2 separate regions of the Sus scrofa genome follow, and region 2 is linked to region 1. Evidence: chromatin contacts called from public Hi-C data. All regions are on one chromosome and are shown on one strand. The core of a region is the stretch at or near the end of the contact, and the rest is flanking DNA. Distances in the headings are between cores, read along the strand shown. Region 1 holds the start of SLC38A9 (sodium-coupled neutral amino acid transporter 9). Region 2 overlaps IL31RA (interleukin-31 receptor subunit alpha).

What was found. A called contact is a pair of places that touch in the nucleus more often than the background predicts.
Region 2: a contact with region 1 is called in a Hi-C map of liver, with 8 times the contacts expected there. The contact joins the enhancer-like site here to the promoter of SLC38A9 in region 1. A contact is called at or near these places in 5 of 47 Hi-C or Micro-C datasets (alveolar macrophages, brain, fetal heart ventricle and 2 more) and 1 of 2 datasets of contacts at active chromatin or transcription factors (alveolar macrophages).

Annotation. Positions count from the first base shown.
Region 1 is chr16:34,855,531-34,863,188 of Sscrofa11.1, reverse strand. SLC38A9 (sodium-coupled neutral amino acid transporter 9) reads left to right here and starts at 4,401. Exons shown (of 16, transcript XR_002339779.1): 1 at 4,401-4,546. It overlaps LOC102165748 (a long non-coding RNA gene), which reads right to left and starts at 4,713. Exons shown (of 3, transcript XR_308406.3): 1 at 4,578-4,713.
Region 2 is chr16:35,065,042-35,072,699 of Sscrofa11.1, reverse strand. IL31RA (interleukin-31 receptor subunit alpha) reads right to left here. Exons shown (of 15, transcript XM_021076775.1): 15 at 1,333-7,384. The coding sequence ends at 6,938. Among named protein-coding and RNA genes, the nearest start is that of IL31RA, 81 kb to the right of the region's middle. Within about 2 kb of position 3,074, at least 18 of the 83 cell types and tissues checked have an H3K27ac peak or open chromatin away from gene starts, as enhancers often do. A contact at or near this core is called in liver, where this site is marked.

The DNA of each region.
Region 1 (7,658 bases), core at 3,152-5,651:
ACTGTGGCTCAGGGGCAACAAACCCGACTACCATCCATAAGGACGGGGTTCGATCCCTGGCCCTGCTCAGTGGGTTAAGGATCAAGCGTTGCTGTGGCTGTGGCATAAGCTGGCAGCTGCAGCTCTTATTCAACCTCTAGCCGGGGAACTTCATATGCCAGAAATGCGGTCCTAAAAAGACAAAAAATAAAAATAAAAATAGTACCTCAGAAAACTAAATATAGAGCTACCATATGATACAGTGATTCCACTCCTGGTTCTATATCCAGACAAAGCTTTCATTGAAAAAGATACATTCACCCCATGTTCATCGCAGCATTATTCACAACAGCCAAGACATGGAAACAACATTAACATCCAACCACAGATGAATGGATTAAGAAGATGTGGTGTATATACACACTGGAATACTATTCAGCCATAAAGTATAACAAAATAATGTCATTTGCAGCAATGGAACTAGAGATTCTCATACTAAGTGAAGTAAGTCAGAAGGAGAAAGACAAATACCACATGACATCACTTATAGGAATCTAGTATTCGGTGCAAATGAACCTATCTACAAAAAAAGAAACAAACTCGTGTATATGGAAAACAGATTTGTGGTTGCCAAGAAGGAGGAGGAGGGGGAGGGAATGGGAAGGACTGGGAGTTTGGGGTTAATAGTAGATGCAAACTATTGCATTTTGAATGGATAAGCAATGAGATTCTGCTGTATAGTGCAGGGAAATATATTTGATCACTTGTGATGGAACATAATGGAGGATAATGTGAAAAAAAGAATGTATATGGATGTATGGCAGGGTCACTTATCTGTGCAGCAGGAAATTGACAGAACATTATAAATAAACTATAATTAAAAATTTTTAATTAATTAATTAATTAATGGCTACTAAGTTGTGAGGACATAAACAGGGTATTAGGGCATTAATTTGTTTGGCCCTAACTACTTAGTAAACAGAAACTAAGGACACTGAAAAAATTTACTCAGACACTAAAGGTGACATGAACCTCTGATCTAGCAGATCACCATCAATGGCTATTGACCATCAACAACTGGTGAAAAGCTGAAAGGGAACTTTTTAAGAGACAGTATTTGAGACCACTGAATAGCCTTAATATCACAAATGAAAGAATTCCAGAAATGTGCTTCCTGATGTGATAAGTATGAAACCCATCTATAATGGCTTGATTTTCTTTTTTTTTTTTATCTTTTTATTTATTTATTTATTTATTTATTTATTTATTTATTTATTTATTGTCCTTTTGCTATTTCTTGGGCTGCTCCCGCAGCATATGGAGGTTCCCAGGCTGGAGGTTGAATCGGAGCTGTAGCCACTGGCCTACGCCAGAGCCACAGCAACGCGGGATCCGAGCTGTGTCTGCAACCTACACCACAGCTCACGGCAACGCCGGATCGTTAACCCACTGAGCAAGGGCAGGGACCGAACCCGCAACTTCATGGTTCCTAGTTGGATTTGTTAACCACTGCGCCACGATGGGAACTCCAAATGGCTTGATTTTAAAAATCAAGTTTAGGAGTTCCCTGGTGACTCAACGAGTTAAGGATTCAGCATTGTCATTGCTATGGCATGGGTTTGATCCATGACAAGGAAATTTTGCATGCCTTGGGCATGGCCAAAAAAATAAATAAATTTTTAAAAATTAATTAAAAATCAAGTTTAGGAGTTCGCACTGTGGTGCAGCAGGTTAAGAATCCAACTGCAGTGGCTCGGGTCACTGTGGAGGTGCAGGTTCAACAACTGGCCCAGCACAGTGGGTTAAAGAATTTGTCATTGCTGAAGCTAAGGCTTGGATTTAATCCCTGGCTGGGGAAGTCCCATATGCCATGGGTACAGCCATTTAAAAAAAAAAAATCAAGTTTAAATACGATCAAGCTTCTAGACATGTTACAGGCTTCAAGTCCCCTGAAGGAGATTAAACCCCAAAGCCTCTCGCCATGTCTCATTGTTATGCCCCTTCCCCCACCTTGACCAGCCTAGGCTTCTCACTCCCTGCTAGAAATGTCGCCCATTCCTCACCTGGCCACCTATAACCTGTTCCCCAAGCAAGTAAGGTATCCTGCCCAAGACCAATCTGAAGATCAAATTGGGTCTCCACTCAGGTTGCACTGTGGGGTATAAAGACCATTGCAGAGTGAGTCACGCCTTCCTTTTTTAAAACCATGCACACGTGAGTCCTCTCTCCCTCTCTGAAAATGTACTTTCACTTTAATAAATTTGTAAAATGTCTGCCGTTCCAAAGCTTTGTTATGGTGAAACAGGGACCGAGGAAATTGTGACAGAAACAGACTCAACTACCAGTCTACTAATTCTATAAAGTCTGTATGTTTTGTTGTGTAACCACTCTGTTCCATTAGCTTAGTAGTCAGCTAGTAATTTAACAGAGATGTCCTTATTAAATGCCTAGAAGCAAATAATAAACAGCCAAAATGCCCTCCTCCCCCCCAAAAAAAACCCCTCTCCCACTCTTTGCCAATTAGCTGTATGTTACCTTCAAGGCTTAGCAAAATACTTTACAATTCTGCATTAGCCTTCACTTCCTGCTTGCACAGAGTCTGAAGGTCAGCCAGAAGTGAGAGTTTGGGGTTTTCTCAGGTCTTTTCTGAGCTTGTGTCCAGATTCCCCAGAATAAGAGGAAGCTTCTGAAAACACTCACTCCTCAAGTATCTGCTTCCCCAGCCCCTTCCTTCCTAGGCTTTTTGGTCTGTTTATTACTTGCACCAACTGTTATCCCTTCCCTGACGGCAGTGGCTAATACATTTGCTTTAAATCCTTCTGGCAATCACTGTCTCAGAAGCTGCCTCAGCCCTGGGGAGGCTTGAAAGTAGGTGAAACAAAGGTAAGCCCTAGAACCAAACCATCAGGCAACCACAAGATAGGTCAAAACACATAATTACAACTCCTTTAGAATAAGATCCATATTGCTCCCTCTGGTACCAGCAACCTACACCAGGGATATTTGCTGCTGTCTTCAAGGTCTCTGCCAAGCTTGAGATGATCATAGAACTCTCTTGCCAAAATTCGGCAGTTTTTTCTTAAGTGTTGTTACTTTTTTTTTAATTAATTAGTTTCCGGAGTACCAAAAAAGTTGATTCTGATGGTTTCGCCAGCTTATTTGTTGCTTTTATGGAGGGATAGTTTTCAAGTTCCTTATTCAGCCATTCTTGCTGATACGATTCCATACCACTAACTTTTGCGTTTCTCAGCCTTGCCTAAAAATATTTGCTCAGCCTGAAAAGCAGAGAAATAAAAAAAATTTTGTTGTCACTGGAGCTATCAAAAGAATGTACTGTTGATTTGAAAACAGGCTAAAGAGCAGTTGCAAAATTTTTTAATAAGGACACCATTAGCAAAGTAACATTTATCTGCTTTAAAGGCAATATTCTTCGCATCATAGGCCTTGCCAAACCCTCAATAACAGAGGCAGTGTTTAAGAGCACAAGTTTGGAGTAAGACCTCAATTTGAATTCCAGATCATCTGCCACTTGATAGTTGTTCAGCCTTGGGTAACTCATTTAAATGCTCTAGGACTGTTTCCTGAAAACTGTAAAATAGAGACAATATACACTTCTAGAATGATGGTAAAGACTTAAAGAGATATTGTAAGTAAAATGCTTGGCACTCAATATTAGCCATTTTTAAAATTTGGGCTCTTTAATTTTAGATTCTTAACACATGACAGTGCATTGTTCGATTTTTCCTGATTGTTAAAAAAAAAAAAGCCATCGTCTTCCTTTGTAAGACCTTAGGTATTGCCATATGTTTTTCAGAAGACTTACCTTGAGCAGACTTTTTATAACAAGCACGCTAATTTTATTCATACTGTATTTTTACTTGGGGTGGCTTTGGGAGAAATTATTAGGGATGGGGAGAGGGTGCTAAAATCCTCCAATAAGTCCCTCTTTTAGCTTAGTGACTAATATGCCAACACGTCAAAAATAAAAAAACGTAAGCGTCTAGACAAGGGAGGGAAAGTGCCAACCCAACAATTTTTTTTTCAAGCCAGCCTTCCTTGGTGTCCGCAGGGTTCAAGCATGTGACGAAAGAACAGAGCACAGAAAAGCCTGAGAAGAGAGATAATAAGAGGTCAACCCTAGACAGAAATGTCACGTCAGCCCTTTCTTATGGGGCCTCTGGGGCTGTAAGAACTGCAGGCTGTGCACCCTCCCAGACGTCTGAAGTGCCTTGGGCCAGCAACCTCCTCTGGTGCAAACATGAGATTGCAGATCAGTCATGGTTTGCCCGCCTAGGCAGCCCCGCCTCCCGAAGCCGGAGGGCTGGGCTCTGAGGCGGGAGGCGTGTTAGCTGTCGTAGAGCCTCCTGGGAGTTGTAGTCCCTGGCGGCGGGAGGTTTGATTGCGGCGGCTGGATTAGAACTCCATCCCCCGCCGGCCCCCGCGATTTAGGCCGTTGTCTTTTCCTGTTCAGGGAACGGGAAGCCTGGCTGCCTCAAGTTAGACGAGTGGGTAAGGGGTGTCAGCCTTCTTACCGCTTTCTGTGAGATTAATGGCTTGGCCTGCACAGGTAGAGCACCTTTCGGGTCTTGCCAACTCACCTTGCGGGAGGGAGCGGAGGGAACAGAGGGGAAGCAGCGGGAACAGCTGAGCTTGCGGCGGAGCCGGCTGTCACCTGGGGAAGTTCTTTGGTGAAACGCGTCGGTACAGTGGCCGGTTGCGGGAGCTGTGAGGCCAAAGCCCGGGCCGGAGGAGATGGTTCCGGAGGGGCGGCGCAAGCTCCTACAGGGCTCGGGTGCGACCAAGTCAGGGCCTCGGTCGGGGGCTGAGAGAACTGGAGGTACTGTGGGAATCGGAGTCTGCTGGAGCCTTTGGGAAAAGACAGGGTTACAGGAGGTGAACACCCGGATGAGAGAAGGAGGGAGGAGGAGAATTGGGAGGAGTGGGGAGACCCTTCTCTGTCCCGAGTAGGAGAGGGCCGGAAAAGGGAATGCAGGGAAAAGCCCTTGGTGCCTTGAGCTAGGACTACAGATGGTGAGGGCCAAGTAAGTCTTTGTCATGCTTTTCTTTGGCTCGATTGTGAGAGCCAGTGCCCTCGTAGCTGCTGGCTTGACATCTTCCTGTCTTAGAAGAACAGAGCTGAAAGGGGCCTTTGAGAGCAGCTAGTCTAGTGCATTCTCTCACTTTCCAGGTGAGGAAACTGAGGTCCACCGAGTTGAAGAACCTGGCTTGCTCACCAGCAGACAACCAGTTAATGGCCAACTTGACTAAAACCTAATTTTCATGATTCTCAAGCAATGCCATAATCTATTGCTCAGATCAGTAGATTAGCAAACTCTAACCTGTTCCCCTTCCTGTTATCTTTTACTGCTGTCCTATGCAGGATAACAGGCAGCCCCTCAAGGGAAAGGTTTTTAACTTTTGTTAAAAACTCTTGTCTTAACTTGAACAAAAATCTGCTTGCCTCACAAACTACAAGCTTCATATTAAGATGAAAGGCTGGTAGCATACTAAGATGTCACTTATAGTTCATTTGCCTGGAAGCAAATAAAATTCATCTTCCGTTTCCCATTTGCCCGCTGAAGCTGTGAGAACAGTTACCTTAGATTTCTTCTCTCAATTTTAAATGCTGCATATCTATTACATACGTAAAAACAATATGCTGTTTATTGTGATTTTTGTAATACCTTGAATATTTACAATAAGAAGTAAATAGCTTAGAAGAATGGGAATACCCAAATTACAAATTAAAACAGTAATTTACAGAGTTTTTTTTAAAAAGGCAATAGGAGCATAAATTTTAAAAAAAATCATTTAGAGGCTAAAAATTTCTACCAGGCATGCATTTTATAGCACACAAATTTCAGTCCTTTGCCAGTATTCTTTCTTACTGCCTAAAACATAACTTGAGAGCATTTAGTGTTCCTAATGTGGGAGGAGAGCTCCGTTAGTGCCATTGCATTGTTTTTTTGACTGGTGATTTCTCTATTAAACTACATTGTCCTCCAGCACTGTCAAATTTAACACCTTTTGAAGGATGTATTGATCAGATTGGGAGGATGTTCTAACTGTAGCATCAGAATATCAGCATTGTAGCTCCTGTTAACCATGGAGCAATTCATAAGAAAGAGGTTTAGATAAATTTGTTACTGGACTTTATAGAAGTTATAGATTTATATAGAAGAACATACAGAACATACATAACTGCTTTCACCAGGTTGCAGGTTGCCTTTGTAATGATGATGGTTCCATTTGCTTTAATACTAGCATACTACAGAGGTGGGTAAACTATGACCAAATCTGACCTACTGCCAAATGTATTTAACTCTTTGTGTAGTTTTACTGGAACACAACCATGTTCACTCATTTAGGTATTGTTTTTTGTGCTGCAAGGCAAAGTAGTTGCATAGATCATATGATATTTACTGTCTGGCCGTTTACAGAAAAAAAAACAAAAAAACAAACAAAAAAAACAAAACAAAACCAGTCCCTGGCCTGGTAAACTGAATGTAAATATAGTATCTAAAAGGCTACTATATACAGAAGTATGAGTTAATAGTAATTGTTGCACATAAATACTTGTATGGTGGGTCCACAATCCACTTCTTTGGGCAAAAGATAGCGCCTCCTATTGCAGATTGTTGCTAGCATCTTGGCATAGATACTCAACAACTGGGCTTGGGCAGCCTAGGTGAAAACTAAGAATCCTAACCACTAAGCCGGCTAGAGGCTAGGGGCTAAAAGCAGAATTGCTCTGATTTTTGCCCCCTGTTGAAAGCAAGGATGTTTCAAGGAGGCAAAAATGGTAAAAAAAAAAAAAAAAAAAAAGGCTCAAAGTTTATTATAAGCGCAGCACATGTAGGAGAGCACACAGGGAAGTGGTTTGAAAGCAGAACAACATACTCAGAGAGGCGTGTGGATGCCCCACTAGTGGAAAGGGTGTTAAAGGGGTGATTTAAATCTCTTATATAGGGTCATTGCTTCAAGATCTTTGTTCTCCTTTGGCTGATTATCTTATTTTAGTTCTCAAACATGACTGGACCCAGGACCCTCTCTGATATGCACATTCGTCTTTGAGCCAAGATGGATTCCAGCACAAGGGCTTATGGGAAAGTTAGCAAAACTTATTATGGCCTGCTGTCCCCTCCATTTTTGACTCCTTTCTGTGCATGTGCAGTTAGGGAGGTCTCCATAGCCTTATGATTGATGTGGTCATCTTATTTTTTTTTAATCCAGCAGAGCTTAGCTCCTGGCCATTAACTTTTTTTCCTTGAAATGCCAAAGAGAAACAAGGCCCAATTTACTCAGCCTCACAAATTCCAGCCATTTGCAGCCCAAGGGCCTGTTTTCCTCCTATCTCAATACCTTTTAACATGTAGGAGCATCCTTTTTTCTTTTTTTCATGTTAGGGCTGCAGCTGTGGCATATGGAAGTTCCTTGGCTAGGAGTCGAATCGGCAGTTACAGCTGCTGGCCACAGAGCCACAACCACAACAATGTGGTATCTGAGCCATGTCTGTGACCTACACCACAGCTCAGGGCAACACCTGATCCTTAACCCACTGGGTAAGGCCAGGGATCAAACCCCATCTTCATGGATACTAGTCAGGCTCATTACCACTGAGCCACAACAGGAACTTCCCTTTCTTTGTCCTCTATGTTCTTTTTATGGAGATAAGTGCT
Region 2 (7,658 bases), core at 1,825-4,324, 210 kb before region 1:
GCAGACATAATAGAAATTGATGGCAGTGCAATAATTGTAGGATACTTTAACAGCCCACTCACATCAATGGACAGATTCTCTAGACAGAAAATCAATAAGGCAACAAAGATCCTAAACGATACAATAGAACTGTTAGACTTAATTGATATTTTTAGGACATTACATCAAAAAAACAAAAACAAAAACAAAACAAAACAGCATATACAGTCTTTTCAAGTGCACATTCTTTAGGATTGACCACATACCGGGGCACAAAACTAGCCTCAACAAATTAGTATAGAAATTATTTCAAGCGTCTCCTCTGACCACAATGGTTTGAAACTACAAATCAACCACAGGAAAAGAAATGAGAAAAAACTGCTTACATGGAGACTAAACAACATGCTACTAAAAAACCAAGAGGTCAATAAGGAAATCAAAAGGAAATTAAAAAATACCTCGAGACAAATGACAATGAAGACACAGCCATTCAAAATCAATGGGATGCTGCAAAAGCAGTTCTAAGAGGGAATTTCCATCGATACAGGCCTTCCTCAAAAAAGAAGAAAAATTTCAAATCAACAACCTAACCTACCACTTAAAAGAATTAGAAAAAGAAGAACAAACAAAACGTAAAGTCAGCAGAAGGAAGGAAATCATAAAGATCAGAGAGGAAATCAATAAAATAGAGATTCCAAAAACAATAGGGAAAGAAAAAAAAAAAAAAAAAAAAACACCAATGAAGCCAAGAGCTTTGAAAGGGTAAACAAAATTGACAAACCTCTGGCCAGACCCACCAAGAAGAAGAGAGAGAAAACCCAAATAAACAAAATAAGAAATAAAAAAGGAGAAACTTTTCTTTTAAGATGGAGGTGACCAGAGCACATTTAGAGGCAGAAAGAAAGGAATTGCTGCAGAAGGAGGAGCTGAAAGTACAGCAGAGGCACAGGAAGGGATGGAGCTGTCTCTGCCTCTGAGACCCTCCCGGAACAGCGGGTTCACGTCATCTGCTCAGAGCAGTGAGGGGAGACCCCAGGGAGCTGGAGCAGCTGGTAGGAGTGTGAAATGCCGCCAGGAGGAATCAAGTAGGAGGACAACTGGGGAGGGGGAGAGTTGAGGGGGATGGTGTGAGCCAGCATAAGGCCTTCCTCTTCCCCCCCACCCCCCACTAGGTCCTTGGCGGGAGGTGTGTGCAGGAGCAACTGCCCCCTGGCTGATTCCTGGGCACCTGGAGCTCTTGTGTCGCCCACAGTCACAAGACCTCTCATGTTTTTACATTTTCAAGTCTCATTTTAAACATCTGAGTGAGTAAAACTTTAAAATGGAAGTACAGCATTCCAAAAAAAAAAAAACAAACATCTGAGGGTTTTTATTGTTTGCAAGATCAAAATCTAAATGTACTTAAAACAAAGCATTTGAAAGATGGTTCTCGTTACAATAACCACATTTTCCTACTCTCCTTAGGATACACAACTTTCATGCACATGCATTACATGTTGCATCGACATAGGAACAATATGGGGAAAAGACAACAGGCACAGCTCACAAAGAGGCAGATTTCCTGGTACACAGGGTCAGCTGTCTTCACTGTCATCATCATTCTGGTTTGCACACTGATTTACATTTCAAAGCCCAGGCCTCAGGATGCGTTCCTGGCATTTCACTCTACACATGTAGTGAAGTTGGGGAGGATAGAGGGCCCCATTCCCAAAAAAGAGAATCAGCAGCCCCAGCATGCAGATCCCCTCAAACAGCTCGGCTTGTGGACACTGGCTTTGTGCTCTGCGGACTCCCTCCCCTTACCTCTCCCAGGCCTTTCTTGGCAGCAAGGGACAGAGCGGCCGGCAGGAGCTCTGAGCTGAGGGGAGGGGTGGCCTCTAGGCTTTTGCAAATGTGGACTGGGGCTGTTTGTGCTTCTGAGCAATCTCTGCCCACTGACTCCAGTGTGCAGAAAAAGCTGCTGCAGGAACGAAGCCTGCTGATGACCTTGTCAGGCTCTGCACCAGACCCCCACCCAACAAGAGTGCACAACACTGCTGACAACACATACTTTGATCACAAACAGGCCTTGTCGCTAATTAACGTTTACATAAAACAATGAACAAAATACATCAGTGTTAAATTTCTCTTTGAAAATGCCCTACAAAACCCACATATTTTAAAGAGTCAACCAAATGACAAAGTCCGACAACTGTTCTCAGGTCCTGCTGAGTACCTCTAATTTCTAGCAGCTCAGCTGATCTCTCAGTGCCCCTGGGAGCTTAGAAATAGAAGATTCTGTAATGTCGACAGGCAGACATGGGGACGATAAAATGTAGATGAGAAAAGTTCAGCTTCACAATGATTTAAGCAACGTGAATACCTCTGAAGTTTCATTAACCATACCCAGTAAATTGACAAAATCTAGGTTACAGCGGTGAATGGCTGATTATCAGTGAAAAAGGACAAAAAGATAGCTCCGACAGGTCTGGTGATATGGCAAACCAGTGTAGCTTTGGGTGGGCACAGTCATGCAGTAACCATACAACTTTGACCCAGCAATTCTACTTCTCGAAAGATCCCCAAGGAATGGAGAGAAAGGTGAAAAAGAAGATTTTGTGTGACATGTTCAGTGAAGTTTCTCTCTACACGAGGAGGACATTTAAAACAATCCTTAGCAAACCACAACATGCAGGCACACCAAGAAGTCCCACCTGGCCACTGTGAACTATTTCACACTCGGAATTCTACACATGAAATAATATTAAGGGGAGACCACCAACAAATCGATATATCCCTTGCAACTAGATGAAAACGTGTGTAGGGACACACAGAGCATATCAGGAGTGAATTAATAAGAATGATGCAAATAATTGGGATTTAGAGATATTTGTTGTTGATGTTGTAAAGGTGAGTCCAAAACAAAATTTAAATTAAAAAAAAAAAAAGGAGGGACACCTAGAGCTGTGTATGGATGCCGAGTTGCACCCATGGCAAGTGCTGTGGGTCCAGGGCAGAGGTTAGCTCAGCCAGGATCTCTCACCTCCGCACCACTGACACCTTGAGCCAGGTAATTCTCTGTTGCAGGGCCATTCTGAGCATGGTAGGTATACCGTCATTGCTGGCTTCTACCACTAGATGCCAGTGGTACCCTCCCAAAAGAACATCAGGCATTGCCACATGTCTGCCAGCTGGGGATGGGAGACAAAATGACCCGGGGTGGAGGACCACTGGAGTCAGTGATGAATAGCTACGGACTCTCCAGCTTAGCCTAGGGCAGCGGACGGACCAGGACTGTGAGGGCAGCGGGAGCCAGAGGGTGTGAGCCCTTCTAAGGGGGCCATCCCTATTCCCATAGAAATCCAGAATGACAGAGCCTGATTTTTTCTTTTTCCCCACGAGCAGCTACTTCAAAGTTAAAACACTGTGCCGTCTGAGCCCCATGACTGTGGACTACACAGGGGTGGGTCAGCAAACTTTCTGTAAAGGGCCAGATGGTGAACATTTTAGGCTTTGTCACAGAGAGAAACTCTGTCACAATTACTCAATTCCTTTGTAGAGCGAAAGCAGCTGTCGACGGTATTCAAGGATGGGTGTGGCTGGGTTCCAATTCAGCTTCAGCGATGGACACTGAAATTTGAATTCTATAGAATTTTCCCATGTCATCAAACATTATTCTTCCTTCAATTTTGTTTTCCAGGCTTTTAAAATGTCTGCATCATTTTTAGCTCATGGGCCCTACAAAAACAGAGCCCAGATTTGGTCCTAGAGCCGGCTGGCCAACTCTTGGGGTGAAGCATGCCTGTAGCATCAGTAGTAACCAGGGGCCACTGGAGAGGGTGACAGAATCCCCTAAGGAGGGTCTGGGCACATGCTCCCCCGATGTGACAGCAGCCGTGGCGATGGCTAGACCCATGACAGACCTCTCCCTTCTCTCCCCATCTCCTGCCTCTTTCAAACCCCCACCCCCACCCAGCCCCTCATCCCACATGGTTTTTACTGTGTTTTATTGCAGCCTCCCAGAGAAATAATGAAGGTATCTCTCTCTCTCTCTCTTTTTTTAACCACAGATTGGCTTCTCTGCCATAATTTTAAAATGTTTCTGACATTATTGTAAAAGAAAGGCTATTAATAGGGCACCAACAGAGCTGTTTGTATGGTTCCCAGAGCCCTAGAAAACTCTAATGGGAATTTTATCGGTGACCTTACTAAAAACGCAAGTTTTCCTGTTTGTGTCTCTCAATATCTGTTTGACAGTAACAGAGAAAAAAATGCAGATGGCCTTCTCCGTCCGGCCACAGAGCCAGCTCAAGACCCTGGGAGCAGGAATAGTTCATGACTGGATCCAAGAGAGCAAGGTCACCAGTGGCTTCTTTTAGGCCACGTCCCATAATCTGCTCTGGAAAGCAAAGTGTGTGGCGCACTGAATGTACTTCCTGGGGTCCTGGGTCACCTGCTCCTCTTACTGGCAGCAAGTGCTAACTCCTACGAAGTCACCTTGGCCATCTAGAGCCAGAGAGCCCCAATTTTCCCAGCCCCCAAAGGAAGCAAAAGTAAATTTGGAAAATGACCAAAGGGGGCTGATGGAAAGGGGAGAAAGGAATAAAAACAGAAACAAGAAATTAAAAAAAAAGGAAGAGTTAAAAGGATGAGAAGCTGCTGGGAGTAGTGGGAAAAAAGCAGAAGATAGGAGGCAAGAAGGAAAGTGAGAAAAGGGAAGAAGAAATGAAACAGAGGAAGGGCCAGGGGTATGGTATGTGCCAAATGTTCATCAGAAGATGCTTCAGGCTTTGAGAAATGATTAAGGGAGGGAGAGCTGAGGGTAACATCTTCATCTCTGAAACCCACTCACTGAAGCCGCCTGCGGCCTTTTCTCTCTCCCCAGCCAGCAGACCCTTGGAGTGGAGGCTCAAAAGCCCCATCCAGGTGTGAGACAAACAAGCTTAGGGAGACCCACTCTGCGCACTTCCCCCCCCACCCCACCACCAGCTGGAGGTGGCAGAGGGTCACAGGAGAGAGAGGAGAGGTGTGGGGTACAAAGCGAGGACCTTCTGTAAGTTCACAAATCAGAAGTAGGCTGGAAAGGACCACATCTGGAACTCTGGGGGCAGGCGGGTCATAGACGTGCCTGGGGCACAACAGTTGGGGGTGGGGAGATATCAGGGCAGAGAGAGCCCACCACAGCCAGGAATCCTGGGTATCCCTTTTGTTTGGTCCCTTTGTGCTCTCAGGCCACGGGGTCCCAGTGCCCTGCTCCAGGCTTCCCTCACTCCTTGATTTATCAGTAGTTGCTCTTCTGTAAACTAGGAGTGAAGAATTTGGGGGTGGGGGTGCTGGAGACACTTGAGACTTAATGAGGAGAGAGCTTTGGGAAAGCACCCCCCACTGCGTCCCCCAGCTCATTGCAGCAATTGGTTGAGCAAAGGGGCCGGTGACTTGACAGGGACAGGAAGGAGCCAAAGGCACATTCCAAGACCAGTGCTGGGCAGGTACCAAATGAGAGACAAAACTGTACTGTTCCCCTGAACGTCCTGTGATGCACACACCCAGTTCCTGGTGGACAGGGCATCAAAATACCAAATGTGACTAAGTTAACAAACCCAAGGCAACTCAGGAATCACCACATTGGGCTGCAGTTACTTTAAAAGGTCAGGGGCTTGGGCTAGAAGTTAATGTTATAGCAAGTAGTGATGTTTTTGCGCCCCTGAGTTGGTGGCTTGTGAAGTTTGTGCCCGCTACACAAGCACTGACTTCTCAAACTTAGGAAATGTACCATCGGCCTTTCAATCTGGCAAGGCTGCAGCCGGCTGCTCCCATCTCACCAGGCTTTCGGTGACCTCTCCCAATAGCCAGATGAGTCACAGCCACACAGCAGGAAGTCATCTGATGTCACTGTGGTCAGGGTATGAGCCCAGAGCCAGCCATAAGTTCCCAGGTATCTGCCATCAGCACTTGGGCTAAAGGCGTCACTGACTGGCTGGGCTTTGGCGGGTGAAAGATAGGAGTCCTGGTATTAGAGCAGTGAAGTTGCTAAGCACTGCAGGTCCCCAGGCCCTGCTCAGCTGCTTCTGGGAAGAGGCCTTTGAAGGGTGTGTTCAGTAAGCAGTCCTGGGCTCTGAGCCAGGGGTGAGGGGCCAGAGTCCCTGTAAAAAGCCACTGCAGTCTCTGGTGCCTTTCTATTCCCAGGCTTGGGTGCAAGATGGAGGGGCAGCAAGGGCCTCCAGGAACTGTTTTCAGGGCTGGAAAATGGCCTGGAGACCAGCCAGGCAAAAGTCCATTCCCCAGCACTCAGCAGAGGCCCTCTCTCGTTTCTCAACCCGCCAGCCACCGGTGTGGAGCAGACCAAGGGCAAGTGACCTAGTGGGGCATTGCTACAGACACTTGAGATTTAAGAAGGGTAATGAGGCGTTTCAGGTGCACCACTGGGAAGTCCCCCCACTTCCCACCCCTATGCTGAGAGATAGACATAATCTCTAAAATGATGTCAGGGCAGCTTTGGAGGTGGAGCTTGGAGCCCAGAAGGTCAAGGTGAAGGGAGAGACCCTTGCCTTCCACCAGAGTGCTCAAGTGCTGACTAAACAACTGTCTCTTGGTAACAGGCCAAGTCTCTTCTGGAACCATGAGGAGTGGCCCCAGCAAAGGCTATGCCCATGGCCCAGTTCCTAGGGAAGGCCCTCTGGGGTCCACTGCCCCTCCAAGTCAATCTGTCAGAGCCTCAGTGAGAGCTTGTTATCTGAACAAAAGAAAACACGTTGCTTTCCATCTGCAAAGTGCTCGGGCTCCTCACCATCCTTTCTTCTCAAGCACGCTGCCCGTCTGTGCCCACCCAGCTCAACGAGCTGCTCAGCAGGATGCAAGGCTTTCTGTAACACGAGCAGGATGGGGAGATGCCGAGGAAGCTCTTCTGACCAAGTCCTGATGTCTTCTTTCTGTGAGTCACCCACACTGAGATGCAGAGGGAGTCAAGCCACGACGGCATTTAGGGTTCTCCTTGGGTTTGGTCTGGAAGTTTTTCAGACACAAGAAATTCTCTGGTTGTCACCGAATTTTTCAAGTATGGGTTTGGTGAGCCATCCACACAGAGGTGGTCTGGCCCTAAACTTTGGGCCGAAGGGAGATGCTGCTCTCTGGCTTCTGAGCAGGTCCCCTCTGGCATCCCAGAACATGGGTGCTGGGATCTTCTGGGTGGGGTCTCGGTTGAAACAGGGGGACAATATGGCCTATACGGGGAGGTCACATACTCATTCTTTTCCCCTCCCAAAGTGTTTTCCTGACCCTTTTCAGGTTCCTCTGTGGAAAGCTCTTCCAGAACATTCTCAAAGGTCACCACCAACTTGTCAATAAAGTCACTGGGGGCAGAACAGAGTTTTAAAATCCTGTCTTCTTCTGTGTTCACAGAGTCATTAAACTTCAGATTTAGCTTATTCTGGAAAAGAGAAAGGGATATTCCCAGTGGTCATTTGGGGGCTACATATGATATAGCTGAGAGTTATTAGTCTCAGAACACCCAAAGTCCCACCACTTGGCCAGCCTCCGCATTCCTCTTGGAGACCCAAAGTGGTACCCTTCTATGGGAGCTTGGCAAGAGTGGCCCATTTCCTGAAAAGAACACACTGTATGCAAACGATTTCTTCTTTTAGAGAACTCAAGGCTGTTTTCCTCATAATCATATGCTTACAAAATCTCAGCAGAGATGGAAG